Linked DNA regions of Mus musculus: regions 1, 3, 4 and 5 are each linked to region 2. A link is a contact called in public HiChIP or PLAC-seq and promoter capture Hi-C data. All regions are on one chromosome and are shown on one strand. Each heading gives the region's core, a stretch centred on a gene start, on an enhancer-like site or on the middle of the called end of the contact. The rest is flanking DNA. Distances are from core to core; before and after follow the strand shown.

Region 1 (2,700 bases), core at 160-2,659, 2.5 Mb after region 2:
GTACCTTCTCCTAACCAGCACTTGCCCCTTAGCTGAAAACTACGAAAAACTGGAGAAGGAGAAAAGGCAAAAATCAAAAGCGAGATTTCATGGTCAGTCTTCCTAGCCAGGGCCTCTCCAGGCTCTCCTGGCCGGTTAGGCTTCCCTTGGGAATCCTGTAATCCAGAGCTGAACTGAGCTACTCAAGTCAGCCAAGCCCGTGCCTATGGGCCTTGGGGATGAGGTGCTGAGTACGCAGGCTAATTATACATGTGGCATTTGGGCAGCCAACTGTCCAGTTGACACCTTACCTTATGAGGAAGCGTCCTCCCCACCAACTGTTCAAAACAAAATGCCATCTCGGGATCAGCTTCGCCTGCTCTGGGCCGGTTCAGGGTTCCCTCTCCTACCGCCTCTCGCCTCTCCAACCTAACACAAGAATGTGGCCTAGGGAGGCCAGTCGCAGGCAGGCAGGCCCGCCAGGGTTGGGGGGACAGGCGGGGCGGGCCTTGCCAGGTGTCTGTCCTGTCCCCCCTCACTGTGGACCAGCTCGGGAACGTAACCACTTGACCTTTTTATTCACCGAACCCACCTTCTAGAAATAGACTGGGCGGGGCTGTGTCTGTTCTCGGACCAGGGGGAAAACCCGGACATGTGACTACAAAGGACAGAAGAGAGGAGACCCTGGTGGGCGGGGGGAAGGGGCATTCTCTCCACTGGGTTGCTGGCTGGGCGGTTCCGTGAGGGCCAAAAGCCAAGCCACTGGAGTTCACCCTGGAGCCCAGCGTCCAGGACCGAGAAGTCACCAGAACTCCCTCTCAGACATTGAAACTGGAGGTCCGGAGCCCAATCTATTGTGCCGCTGGGACAGTTTCGGACTATCTTGAGACTGAAACTTCAAGTGCGGCCCTTACAGGAGGCAACTCGCAGAAGCAGCCTAGAACAGCCCATCTTGCTAACTAGCAGCCCTGCCAGCCCAGTAAATGACTTATTTTAGACCACAAACTGGAGTCGCTGCCGATAACTGGTCATTCACACAAACAAACATTTTCAAACTTGGTCAGAGTCAGACAAGCTTAAATAAAACTCATAATACGCCGGAAACGACCACCTTTTATCTATCCGAACACACCAATTCTTTTTATCTTAAAGCTGCGCGGACCCGGAGCCAGTCTGTCCTCCGCAGAGCCCGGCCGTTCCTTTGCATTTGCAGCAGTTCAGCCCCAGCAGCCTTTGCACAAACCCGGGTCCTTCTTCGTACTGCCCTTTAAGGGAGAAAGCCGAAAGCAGCTCCCCCGGGGCAGGCGAGCCTCGCCAACACCGCCTCCCGCCCAGGGCCCAGCCGGTGCTCCGAACATCGGCCCGCAGCGGGCAGCCAGTAGCGGGCCGGGCAGAGAGCCTAGAGGGACGAAGGTTGCGGGTCAGGCTCTGAGCCGAGGGTGCCGGCTGAAGCGCAGAGGACCTGGAAGCCGAACCCGCGCGAGCCTTACGGGGCTGTCCCTCGCCCACGCCGTCAGCGGGCCAGCCTGCGCAGCAAGCGTGCTGAGCAAAAAGGACCACCGTTGGGTTGCAAACTGCCTTGGAGTTCGGTTTGTGTACTGCTGAGAGGACCATTAAAAGTAAAGTGCAATAGTGGAGGGAGCAAGGGGAACTGGAACTCGAGCGTCCCGGGAAAGTCGTGGGAAGCCCCGGTGGTGGAGGGCGAGGAGGGAGCGCGCGGCTTCTAGCCACCCGGGTTTTCTTTAATCCTCCGGGTAAATTTCACCCCTAGCGCGGAGAGCTACGAAGATCCTGGAGTCCCGCCCGCCCTAGGCCAGCGTCAACCCCACAACTAGCCAACGATCCCAGTCCGAAATGGGGGAGGTTCAGAAGCCCTGCGGGTCCTCCCGGCCCCTGAGCCACAGCCTGGCTAACACTGACGCCTCTTAGAACTGCGGCGGCGCAGTCACACGGCAAATCGACACTTTTCAAGAAAACAAAATATTCATTCTCTAACAAAACTAACTTCGCATTGAGTTTCTATTGGGGGAGAGGGGTTAACTCGGCCCTAAAGGAAGCCCGTTTTGTCCAGGTTAGATTTTGTCTACTTATGGATCAGCCGTTGGGTGAGGGTTTAATTTATGGCTTATGCATTCTTTTAAGGTCGATTTACATGACCTCCGGCTACAACTAAGATTGCCGAAGAGGGCACTCCAGTCGTCAGTCGGCCAAACCCACAATTACAACAGCCCTCCCCCACCTTCTGTGGCTCAGACTCCCCTGGCAATCTAAACTGTTCTCTCTCTCTCTCTCTCTCTCTCTCTCTCTCTCTCCCTCTCCCCCCTCTCCCCCCTCTCCCCTCTCCCCTCTTCCCCCTCTCCCCTCTCTCCCCTCTCTCCCTCTCCCCATCCTTTCCTCCTCCACCTTTCTCTTGTTTCTTCTTTTTTATGACTTTACTTTTTGATATTATGAATAACATAAAATATCACTTTGAAAGTTTCGCTAAAACTTTCTCAAAACCCAAGCAAGCATGCCGCGATGAAAGATCCAGTGTTCACAAAGCCCTCAAGATGTTGCCCTCTTGTGGGTACAAAGGGCATTGCCATCCAAGAGCCCCATCTGAACCCTAAGCTGGAGAATAGAAAGAGCGAGGGAAAGGGAGAGAGGGGAGGAAGAGGAGAGAGAGGGGAGGGGGAGGGAGAAGGAGAGAGAGAGAGAGAGAGAGAGAGAGAGAGAGAGAGA
Region 2 (2,700 bases), core at 151-2,650:
TCTCTCTAGCCTCGGTTTTTAGTTTTTGAATGACAGCTAAAGCCTGGTGTTGATTATAACCAGGATGCAATAGTTTTTTCCAAAATGATTGCACCGTGCATGAAGCACACAGCCCCACGAATCTTCTTCATACACCCGGGTAATCACCACCACATCAAGAAAAAACAGGTTCCCAGCTCATACATTGTAATGAGCATAGTTTTTTAGAAAAATGTTTTTTAGGCATGTAAAAATAGTGTAGTCAGGATCCCCACTACACTCAAGGCTGCACCTGATAACCATAACTCCGTACACCACTCACTCAAAGATAACAAGAGATAGTCCTAGAACTAACTCCACGATGCCCAGTGAACAGTATATAAGCAGAGACTAAGAGCAATGCTCTGCTCTGCACATCTGGAGAGATGCCACTTTGATCTGCCCTGTGGCTGGAGAATCTTTTCTAGGATCCTGCCCCTGGAATCAGAAATTTCTGTTTGAGACTGGACCTGACCTTCAGCCAAGATACATCGCATAGGTAAGCAGCCTCGGGAGATAGGCTTAGGACCGTAGTTAGGAATTCAGAGTGTTTATATTGTGTGAAGACCCAAAGCATAACTAAATAAAACTTGTTATACTAACTACGCGTATCTACCTTCTAGCTCGCGACACTCAGCAAGTTCCCGTGCACCCTAGCTCTCAGCACACGCCCCACCTTCCAACGCTGAAACTTCTCTCACTGTCCCTACATCTTGCACGGGATTGTCTTGAAGGAGGAAGGACTAGGTGGACAGTCTCTCGGGGAGGATGGACGCGGGCTCCAGTCCTCCCGATGGGCCCTTCAGAAGGTCCATACAGTGCTGGCTCCACATTCCGAAGGAACCAAGCTGGCAGTTATCAGGGAGGATCCTCACACTCAGTTAAGACCGAGGGTAGCCGGCCCCATCTGGGGAGCGCCAGGGTGCACGTTGGCAGTACTCAAGCACGCCGCGATGGCTGCGGGGCGGGCTCTCACGTCTGCCACTTGTCCCGCACCTTTTGCGTGGGCTGGGCTCCCGCGCCAGGGTAGTCGGGCGTGGCCCAGGGCGCGACCCTCCGGGAAGCGGGCGGCCGGGGGCGGCGCTGCTGAGCGGGGATGTGCGGCGCGCGCCCATTGGCTGCGCTTTCCCCGACCACACCGCCCAGCCGCCCACTTCCCGGCCTCTCTCCGCTCCCCCATTGGCCGTCCTGCCTGGGGGGTTTGGGGTGGGCGGCTGAAGAAGAGTGGAGGGTGAGCGGTTCTCCCGGGAAGAGTGTGAGCAAGAGCCAATCAGGAGCAGACGTGGAAAAGAGGCGCCACGCCAACCAGTCAGACCCCGAGGCGCGGTCGGGACCCGTGACGCCATAGCGCTCTCAGCCAATGGGCGCACCGCTGTCGGTCCGCTCTTCAGCAGCCGGTCGGGGGCGGTGAAAAGCGAGTGAGGAGAGCGCGACCACGGCGTAGCCATCGCTGAAGGGAGAGCGAGGCCCGAGCTTCCGCGTCGAGGTGAGCGGCACGGGCTCTGTCGCAGGCTCGGCCGCGGCCCCTCCGCACTTGGCCGCCGTTTTGCGGGAGTCCTAGGCCGGGCTGCGTTGAGGTGGGGCCTGCGAACCGCCCCGCCCCCGCCCCGCCACGGCCGCCTGGAGGCGGGGGCGCCTCCTCTGCTGGGACTGTCCCTGCGCGGCGTGGCCGGGCCGCCGCCCTCCCGACTGCCAGGGCCGCGGCGAGGGAGCTTAGAGGCCCCTGGCCTGCAACCCGGGGAGGCAGGGGTTCCGTCTGCGGGGGGAGGCCGCGCAGAGGCGGCCACGGTGGGGGCCCGAGTTAACGGAGGAGGGTGGCGGCCTGGGATTGAGAGGAAGAAAGTGATGGGAAAGGGGTGATGCTCTGGAGAGGGCGTCCAGTGAGGAGGCCCCTGCTCCAGAGTGGGATCGGCCTCTGGGAAGTAGGTATCAATGGCGTTGCGGAGAAATCAGCTGAGAGATGGAGAACTGGTTTGGGGTTTGAAGGTTAAGGTCTCTGGACCAATGGGGACAGGGCATGTGGAGTGTGAGAAGGTACACACAGAAACCGGAAGGTGTCCGAGGAGTGGATTTTAGATGAGGGGTGGATGGAGGCTGTCTGACTAGAAGGCGTTATTTGGTTTCTTGGAAAGTACACAAGGAACAGTCAAGGTGGATTTCTGTGTGCTTGCTCAAGGGTGGGGATCTTTTGTGAACAGTGGAGTGAGTTGGGAGTACAGAGTTGAGAGAGAGTATCTCAGGATGACAGCTCGGAACACTCAACGTAGCTACCTACTGAGGCTGATCATTAGCTCACCTTTATGCTGTCCCCTGGATGATCCATCTGATTGTTTAGCCACAGCTCACACAAACTTAGCTCTTAGAAGTAATGGGTATTAAGTATTCTTTGATTTTTTTTTTTTTTTTTTTTGGACTGGGAAATTGCTTAATTCTTAAAGAAAAGTGCTAAGGGCAACATTTAAAGAGTCTGGTTGGGGATGGATAATGGATGGGTAATATGACATGAGGATGGTGCAAGGTGTCTTACAAAAACAGAAGTGATACTGTGTGAATGTAGTTGTGCAGTTCTGAATGAGCAATCTTTTTAATGTAGTGGAATTTGTTTTATGCTTGTTGGGCAGTTGCTTTCACTTTTGAGACTAGTTTTGTAGTTAAATAAACAAAAAATATTTTCACTTAAGA
Region 3 (2,721 bases), core at 143-2,642, 2.5 Mb before region 2:
AGTGAAATATAGCTGAAACTAGGTTGGAGCTTGAAGCCAGAGAAGATGAAGAATCAAGAAAAGATGGCAAAGAGATAATAGTAGCTTTGGCTCAGCAGAAGAAATTGGGAGAAAGAGCAGTGAATATCTTAAAAAACACTGGCTAGCAGGGATGGAGGGGGGCTCTGTTTTGAGACAGGATCTCTCTATTCTGTAACCCCAGATTAGCCTGGAACTCCATGTATAGAGTAGAATGGCCTAAATTCAGCGCTCTCCTCCTGCTCCTCCCTCCTAAGAGTTGAGATTAAAGACATGTGCCACCACACCCAGTTAAACTAACCCTTTTTATTCCCCATTTGGGGGGGGGGGTTCGAGACAGGGTTTCTCTGTAGACCAGACTGGCCTCAAACTCAGAAATCAGCCTGCCTCTGCCTCCCAAGTGCTGGGATTAAAGGTACATGCCACCACTGCCCGGCCTATTCGCTTATTTATTAAGATCCTTCCCTTGTTTATTCCAAGCACAAGAAACTATTTAATACTCTTCTATAATGAAATCATGAGCTAAAATGTTTTTGAATTCTATAATTTCATTATTTAGGTTTAATAGAATTCTTTTGATTTTATTTAAATCAAACCTAGCAGTTCCTTTTCATTGTGCTCCTAAAGAAATATAAGTACATTAAGAAATATATATAAGCCAGGTGCCCAAGCATATGCCAATAACTGCAGCAGTCAGAAGGCTGAGGTCGGGAGTTTCAAGTCAACCTGGGATACAGAATATCTCAAGAAATAAACAGGGTCTGCAAAAAGTTGCCTGGCTCCAACGCTGTCTATCTGAGTTCGAGCCCTACGACCTTCAGAGTAGGAGAAAACTGATTCCCACAAGATGTCCCCTGCCCTCCATTTGCCACACCATCGCTCGCATGTATCCATATACAAATATGTAACGCAACAAATAAAAATAATAATCCGTGCATTATTACCATAACTTCAGAATTCACTGATTATGTCTATTTAAACTAGTCACAACGACATCACCAGTGTGACTTGCACAAACTGGCTGGGACAACACAAAACGACTGTAAAGCTGATAAAAGATTGAATTATCCCCCAAGAAGCTTAAGTGGCCGAAGAGGCAAGGCACCGCCCATAGAATTCGTCACCAGAGGCCCCGCCCATAGAGGCGTGGTTTCGCCTCACCACCACCACTCCCCGCTCCGGCGCGGGTCTGTGAGGAGCTCAGTTTGGACACCTTAGCGGCAGATGCCGCGTTCCCGAAGGCGCTCGGTCACCTACGGCTGACACAACAACAACCTCAGGACTATCAGTCTTTCCAAAGAAGGACGCATCAGAGCCGCCAGGCGGGCGGAGCTCGCGTGGGACACGCCCTACTGGTAGTGCTTCCGGGACAGGGGGCGGGGCCTCCGGAAGTGGCCGGTCGCGGTCTGAAGCTCGTTGTTTCAGCGGCGGACAGCAGAGGAGAAGCTGGTCTCCGGCAGCTCCGCTGGGTGTGAGGTGTGGTAACCTCTGTAAGGCTGGAAGCCGGGACTGCGATCTGCCGAGCGGCGGGGTGAGAAGCGCCTGCTTTCAGAGCTCACCATGTCGCGGGGCTCCATCGAGATTCCCCTCCGGGATACTGACGAGGTGGGTGCCGAGTGTGCAGCGGGGGAGGGCTATGAACTTGGACGATCCCAGCGCCGATTTTGCTCCGCTTGGTTTTTGGAGGGGAGAGCCGCAGCCGAGCTTCTCGGCCCAGGCACCACTCAGCTGGTCACCTTTCTGGCCGCAAGGACTTCGGGAAAGTTCGCCTGCAGCCTGCTCCTTGTTGACAGTCGGCTGTCTTCCGAGGCGCAGGGGTGTGAGCGCCGAGTAAACCTCACCTCTTACAGAGGGGAGTCAGTGCCCCAGGGGCTACCTGCTGCTCCAACTTGGGATTTGTTTATTTTTTTAAATCTCCCTGGGTATCTGAGAGACGGCTCTTAATGCCATGGAAGAAAAGTCTGTCAAGGCACACTATTAACACAGCTCTCTGGGCGAGATAAGGGGCCCGAGATTTAGCCGCTCCTGTGTGCTGATGGCAACGACCCACTTTCATCCATGGCGTGTGGTTTGTCCGAATAAAGCTCCAGCGTTGCCTCAGTCAGACTAGATTTTACACACTTTTATTTTCGATCGAGGTAGAATTCATTTCTAAAATATGGTGGTCTTGGGTACATTCCAGAATATTTTTCTTCTAATTGTTGGTGCCCACATTTTAGGCATGTATGTGACCCACGATACTGCCTCCGTGATTTAAGTGACCGTTGGTATTCAACTTTGCCTGTCCTCTGGGATAGAGTTTCTCAAGCTCTCAGACCTATGGCATCAGTGTTTCGTTGGCCTATGGGTTGTACAAGGTTTCATTTTGGTTTTGAGTAAGCAAGTCGTTGAGAATTTTATAGTTTTAGCGATGTGAAGAACGACCAACAGGATTTGCCTGCTTTTCTATGCTTTGACCAAACCAGACTACAACCTGTTTGCCATGTGTTTCCTAAATAGGAACATGTATTAATTAGTTCACTCCATTGAAAGTGAGTACATACCCTTTGTGTATGGGCATTGATGAGTATTCAAAACACGCAGAAGAGAGAAATTGTGAATTTAAAAAGGAAACGAAACGTTTATTCTGTGTTTTAGGTCATTGAACTTGACTTCGATCAGTTACCGGAGGGAGACGAAGTCATCAGCATTCTGAAGCAGGAG
Region 4 (2,700 bases), core at 89-2,588, 2.9 Mb after region 2:
GAATTCCGCCAGCACCCATGGGAATCTGTGGAGGTGCTGTATTTATTATGTATCTATGTTAAAAATCACTTTGAAACTAAGTTTGAGTTAACAAATATCTCTCTCTCAGTTACAATGCTTTTCAGTATTCAAAACACTGAATGCCAAACTTGCAGGCAGTTTCAAAAACTTGAAAATTTCAACCAAGGCACTTCAGCGTGGTCTGTAACCTTGAATAACCAACTCCAATTACAGCAGAGCTACTTAACAGTTTCTCGTGGAGAAAGAACCATCAGGGAGGCAAGAGTACAAAGTCTTCCCTGGAACCAGTGTTCCAGGACCTCTGCGCAGCCTCTCTTCCCGAACACTACTTCACCAACCCCCTAAGAATAGCCTTTTATTTTCTGTCCTTGGCTTGAGATGTACCACATTCAGTGATCTCCCCCCCCCCCCGCCCCCCGCCCCGAAGGCAGTATTCTTCCTGACACCTACCTGGAAAGATTTAGGGATACTTTTTAAGAAGTAATCTTGTTCAAACAGGGATGCTTCCTTCGTGTCACTGAATTCAAACACCCACTGGCTAAAATAAAAATATACTAATTAGGACTTCACCTTCTATCAGGACAACACGGTGAAAGAACTACCGTATACACTCCCCTCCTCTTCAATTATTCCTTGTTCCTCAGTCACGCAGGAAGAGTTAAATATTCTTACTTTAATGCCCTAGCAGAAAGATGATGCACTAAATATACACAAATATCATTGCGTTCCCAAAGCAAGCAGTTTCTGGATTTTTGTTTTAAGGTAACGAGGTGAAGGGTCTCAGAAGAAAAAGAACCACCCGAGGCTCTAAAAACCGAGCTGGGAGAGGAGAAGGAAGAGGCCATAGCAGAAGTTCAACAGCCACTCTCCAGAACAGTCGGGACAGGAGCCTGGGACCGCCACCGCGGCTCCCTCGCTGTCCCGGGGGACCGTGGGGTGGCTTCCCCTCCCCCGCCCCCCGAGGGACAGCAGCGTCCGGCGGCCCGCGACAAAGGGGCCTGGCGCGGGGCGCTGGCGACCGTCGGGTGGGGGACGGGGCCCCGAGGAAGGAGTCAGAGAGGATGGAGTGACCAAGGGGCACGGCGGCCGGGTCCCTCCCCTCTGAGTCCCTCGGCGGCTGCGCAGAGCCAGGTCCCGCTCCGCACGCACCGGCAGCCCCTCACCTCACGCTGCGGGAGTCTTGGTCTTCACCGCAACCCGAGCCTTCGCGCCCTCCAAGGTCCGAGCCATGTTTTTCTCCCGCCTCAGCTGGCTCAGCCGGCCGCTGAGGAGAGCTTCGACTGACTCCGCGGCCAGCCGAGCTCTGCACGTCACTTCCGATGGTGCAAGCACCGCCCCCGTACTTGAGCGCCTTGCGATTGGCCGACGCGGATGGCCTACCTGAGATGGCGGGCGGGGCGCAGGCGGAGCCTGAAAGGCAGCAGCGGGGAGGTTGCGGGATGGAGTGTGGTTGCCCCGGGGAATGGGTGTCTTAGGCGCGGCCGGCCGGGGGCCTCTCGGGGAGGCTACCCCGGGACTCCTCCTGGCCGGCCTCGAGCTCCGAAGCGCCCTTTGTTCCCGGGCCCTGTCCCAGCACCGCGCGCCTCTGATCTCTGGCTTGCGGTTGCCTGGTTTGAGGTTTTGGCCCCAGGCCGCCCAGAGATTAGCTTGGTTTGGAAGACAGAAAAGAACAGTCAAGACGAAATCTTTCATTCCCTCCAGCGGTCGGCGAGCTCTCGCGGACGTTCAGGTGCTTCGAAGTTTGCATTAGCTCGTCGTGTGGGCCCTGGAAAGGGCTGGATGCGTGCGTGCGGCGTTCTCGCCTTGGTGTTTGCTGACAGCCCCGCCGCGGCCAGGTGGGCAAGGTTAGCCCGGTAATAACAGCGCTCGGCCAGACATCACACCCAGGCCCCATAGTAATCATACCTTTCTCGTGAGCGCGGACTGCAATTGGGCTTGTAAAGAGTTTAGCGCTCTGTTGTCTGATTCAAAACTGTGAAGCAGATGGGAGAATTATTCCCGTTTTACAGATTGCAAAAGACGACTGTCGGTAACTGTCGGAGGAGAGGAATGGCAACGTAAACTGGCAGAGTCTGCTTGGGTTTTGGGATTTCGAAGTGTATTCCCAGCATTTCCCCCTTTCCTTTAGTAAGGGAGGAGAGACCTCTGATCCTTTTGGTTTAAATAAACACGCTTGCACTTCTAGAGGCTGGATGAAGTTCTGCTTTAAGGGGAAGCGGGAGAAGGGGGCAGGGAAGGAGGGCAGGGAAGGGAATATGAGAATGTGGCATCTTCCTGTAGTCCAAGCTGAAGCTAAGACAGGAGATTACTCTAAAGCTCAGCAGTTCAGGACCTGTCTCCAAAAACAAACAAACAAACCTAGCTCAGTGGTAGTGCACCTAAGTAGGTTTAGTCTCCAGCACTAGCTGAAAGCAAAAGGAAAGGCTATTCTAGGGAGAAGTCTAGGAGCAACTTCTGGCTGTACCACCCTCCCTCCCAGCCCCTAGCTGTCTACTAGCCCCACCTCCACGCAAGCTTACACACCCCAGAAGAATGTCCCTTAGGAATCTGCTCAGCTCTACAGCATTGTTCTGCTTTATCTTCTCATCAAAGGAGGAATTTATACACTTGGCAGCTCTTCCTCAAGATTTAAAAGGGTGAGGAAAAGGAATTCTCTCAGGACTGGCTTCCTACCTTCTG
Region 5 (2,700 bases), core at 163-2,662, 2.4 Mb before region 2:
AAACATTCGTGGGTGGTGGTGGTGGGAATAAAAACCAACTGAGTTTTTTTTTTTTTTTTAAATACAGCCCCATTTCAATATCTCTAAAACTAAAAACTCAATCTAAAGTGGAATCAGATATGCAAGTGTTACATGACATATGCTGTTACTATAACCAGTCTGTCCCCGATCTAACAATTAATGCTTACTGAGTAACTCTCTTATTTTCTGTGGCCTGTTAGTATCTGTGCCCAATTCCTCATAAAGGTTAATTCATCTAATTGTCAAGAACCTGAGATTATCAACGACTGCATTTTAGAGAAAGATACAGGGAAGTTGGCACCTGCTAGGTTAACACATTTAGTCAGTGAAGAATGAACAGAGTTCCCAAACTGACTGTGCAGCCCACGTGCCTCGACAGTACTTGGGAGTTTTCTACTTCATCAAGCATAACGAGCATTTGGTACTAGAGGTTGGTGTGTGTGTACAAACAGATTGCCAGCGTGTTGTAACAGGCGAAGGCAGCAATCTTAAACTAGGCAGTAGTTAGAAAACCTATTCCTTAGCAGTGGACTCTCCTTCCAGCCTCGATTTAAATTTAGCAAAACAGAGAGCTTCTCGGAGCCACTGGTTCACCATAAAATGAAGTTTCCCCACCTCGTTGTCAAGTGGGCACAAAAAAAAGTAGCTTTGTTTTCTTAAAAGGGCCCCGTATTCCTTTCTCTTCTGAGGTACATCCCAGCAGCTCTTGGGGACAAAGCATCTGCCCTCCTAAGTTTCCAGTTCCTTTCAGGGAACACTAGGGTCTCCCCTTAGGGGCCTTTTGCTGCCAGGCGGCCCTAGGTGTGAACGGGAGCGCAGGCCAATCGCAAAGGTTAAGAAGCAGAAGGGGCCGGGCAGCTCCACTAGGACCTAGAAGTATTTCAACGCGGTCACTTCGCCCTGCGGCCAGTGACAGCCATCCCTCCGGGCCAGGCGTGCACTGCTCGCAGAGCACCACGCCCCCGGAGGCATGCTTCTTGCCCTAGCCTACCAGTGGGTGACACAGGATTCCTCTCGCCCCAGGAATGTCGACTGTGCCATCGACATGAAGTCGTGTCAACACACCCAACACCTTTCCACTCCATCTCCATCGCCCTACCGTCTCGGCTGCGGCTGGGCTGCAGAGCCGCGTCGCGGTCCCCAGCCGAGCACGAGACCGCCATTTTAGACAGCTCAAGGCAGCGGCCATTTCGGAGCGGCCCACTCGCCGGTGGCTCAGCTCACCTTCAGCGAGGGTCTAGGGCCAGTCGTCGGGGACTGGAGGGAGGAGGGAGAGATGAAAAACAAAACAGAGGAGAGGAGGACGCGGGACGGGGTGATGCTGTCAACTCAGGGATACCGCCTAAGCCACCTCAAAGGGCCCCGACTCTCGGACGGCGCGGCCTGAAGTCTGAATTCAGGGACTCTTAGAGCTCCACTGCGGCCAGACGCGATGGTCTGCAGGAGCGACTTCGCCGCTGTCCAATCAGCGACAGAGCTCATCCCTACCGCCAATCCGCGCTGAGCAGCGAGGCGGGACTAAGAGCCCAAGTTTGGTTGAGGCGCGGTGTGACCTGGGAGCCGCCTAGCCGGCTCTGGGCTCCGGGCTGGCGGGCGAAGCCATTGTTTTCTGAATTCCCCGGCACGCCGTGGGCCTGGCGCGGGTTTAGAGAGCAGATTCCGGGGCTCCTCCAGTTCCACGTGGCTGATGCTGACAGACAGATGGCGGCCCAGTCGGCATTTCCCTCAGCTCTGTCGCTCTGCAAGGACTGCTGAGACAGCTATGGATCCTGAGCTCGCCAGCCTAGGCTGATGGTGGCCCGGTCACTCAGTGCTTGGAAGCGGGAAGAAAAAACTCACCTTACTCGGCGTGCATAAACCTTTACCAGCCGGGGGGTTAGGCCAGGCCAAGGGCACGCCTGATGTTTGGCCTCCCAGGTGGCCCAGCAGGACGAAAGGGAAAATCCTTAGAACTCTTCTTTTTCTGAGGTTTACCTCAGCGTTACCAACTCATCTCTGTTGGGTGGGCTGGCAACATTTGGGTGTTTAAGCCATCTATCCCCGTTCTCCCTCTTTTCCAAAAGGGCATGGCCAGGCTTGAGGTCCTGTGTGTAGGGATTAAAAAGCATGTGCCACCATGCCCCGCGAAGCCTAACCCTTAATAGTAGTTATCAGGACTGATGGCAGTCATCAAGCTTCAGTATAATTTTGGAATAAGATTTTGTTTATTATATATTTTTATATATGTCCCCAATGTGAACTTCACATACCTGGTTTGTGTCTTTGTAAATTGGAAAAAAAACTCAAAAATAAGACAATGGGAAGAATAATTAAACATATTCGTGTTTAATTAAAGACTAGGATTTAACTTAGGCTCTATATGCTGACGAGTCTACTGTTCTTGAAACATACAGATTTTTTTCTGTTAATTGCTGTGTCAAATTATAATTTATTATATATTTATATACAGTTATGATTATAATATATGTTGGTTGAGAGAAAAATACAGGCAATGTAGGACTCAGCAAATAAAGATAATAATACTGTTTATAGAGTGCACTGTAGGAGCCAGGGGCTGTTTTATGTACTTTTTGTTTTGTTTTGATATTTGAGACAGGGTTTCTTTGTGTAGCCTTGGCTGCCCTAGAACTTGCTCTCTAGACTAGGCTGGCCTTGAACTCATAGAGATCTGCCTGCCCC

The links. Promoter capture Hi-C pulls out the DNA fragments that hold promoters and counts their contacts. HiChIP or PLAC-seq counts read pairs in DNA pulled down with a chosen protein or histone mark.
Region 1: a contact with region 2 is called in a promoter capture Hi-C map of liver, with 4 times the contacts expected there. The contact joins the promoter of Sox6os here to the promoter of Far1 in region 2. A contact is called at or near these places in 1 of 39 promoter capture datasets (liver) and 1 of 9 other capture datasets (adipose tissue).
Region 3: a promoter capture Hi-C map of pre-B cells shows a contact between it and region 2, with 2.1 times the contacts expected there. The contact joins the promoter of Ctr9 here to the promoter of Far1 in region 2.
Region 4: an H3K27ac HiChIP or PLAC-seq map of thymic regulatory T cells shows a contact between it and region 2, with 11 times the contacts expected there. The contact joins the promoter of Pik3c2a here to the promoter of Far1 in region 2. A contact is called at or near these places in 1 of 39 promoter capture datasets (pre-B cells) and 1 of 115 datasets of contacts at active chromatin or transcription factors (thymic regulatory T cells).
Region 5: a contact with region 2 is called in a promoter capture Hi-C map of pre-B cells, with 2.3 times the contacts expected there. The contact joins the promoter of 1700012D14Rik here to the promoter of Far1 in region 2. A contact is called at or near these places in 4 of 39 promoter capture datasets (the C10 cell line, cranial neural crest, hippocampal neurons and 1 more).

What each region holds. Positions count from the first base shown.
Region 1 is chr7:116,030,570-116,033,269 of GRCm38.p6, forward strand. It overlaps Sox6os (SRY (sex determining region Y)-box 6, opposite strand), which reads left to right and starts at 1,410. Exons shown (of 2, transcript NR_152104.1): 1 at 1,410-1,598; 2 at 1,751-1,981. All of the region lies in intron 1 of Sox6 (SRY (sex determining region Y)-box 6), which reads right to left.
Region 2 is chr7:113,512,434-113,515,133 of GRCm38.p6, forward strand. It overlaps Far1 (fatty acyl CoA reductase 1), which reads left to right and starts at 1,401. Exons shown (of 13, transcript NM_027379.4): 1 at 1,401-1,504.
Region 3 is chr7:111,027,559-111,030,279 of GRCm38.p6, forward strand. Ctr9 (CTR9 homolog, Paf1/RNA polymerase II complex component) reads left to right here and starts at 1,393. Exons shown (of 25, transcript NM_009431.2): 1 at 1,393-1,623; 2 at 2,656-2,721. The coding sequence starts at 1,579.
Region 4 is chr7:116,442,120-116,444,819 of GRCm38.p6, forward strand. Pik3c2a (phosphatidylinositol-4-phosphate 3-kinase catalytic subunit type 2 alpha) reads right to left here and starts at 1,339. Exons shown (of 33, transcript NM_011083.2): 1 at 1,185-1,339.
Region 5 is chr7:111,121,263-111,123,962 of GRCm38.p6, forward strand. It overlaps 1700012D14Rik (RIKEN cDNA 1700012D14 gene), which reads right to left and starts at 1,413. Exons shown (of 3, transcript NR_015573.2): 1 at 1,121-1,413.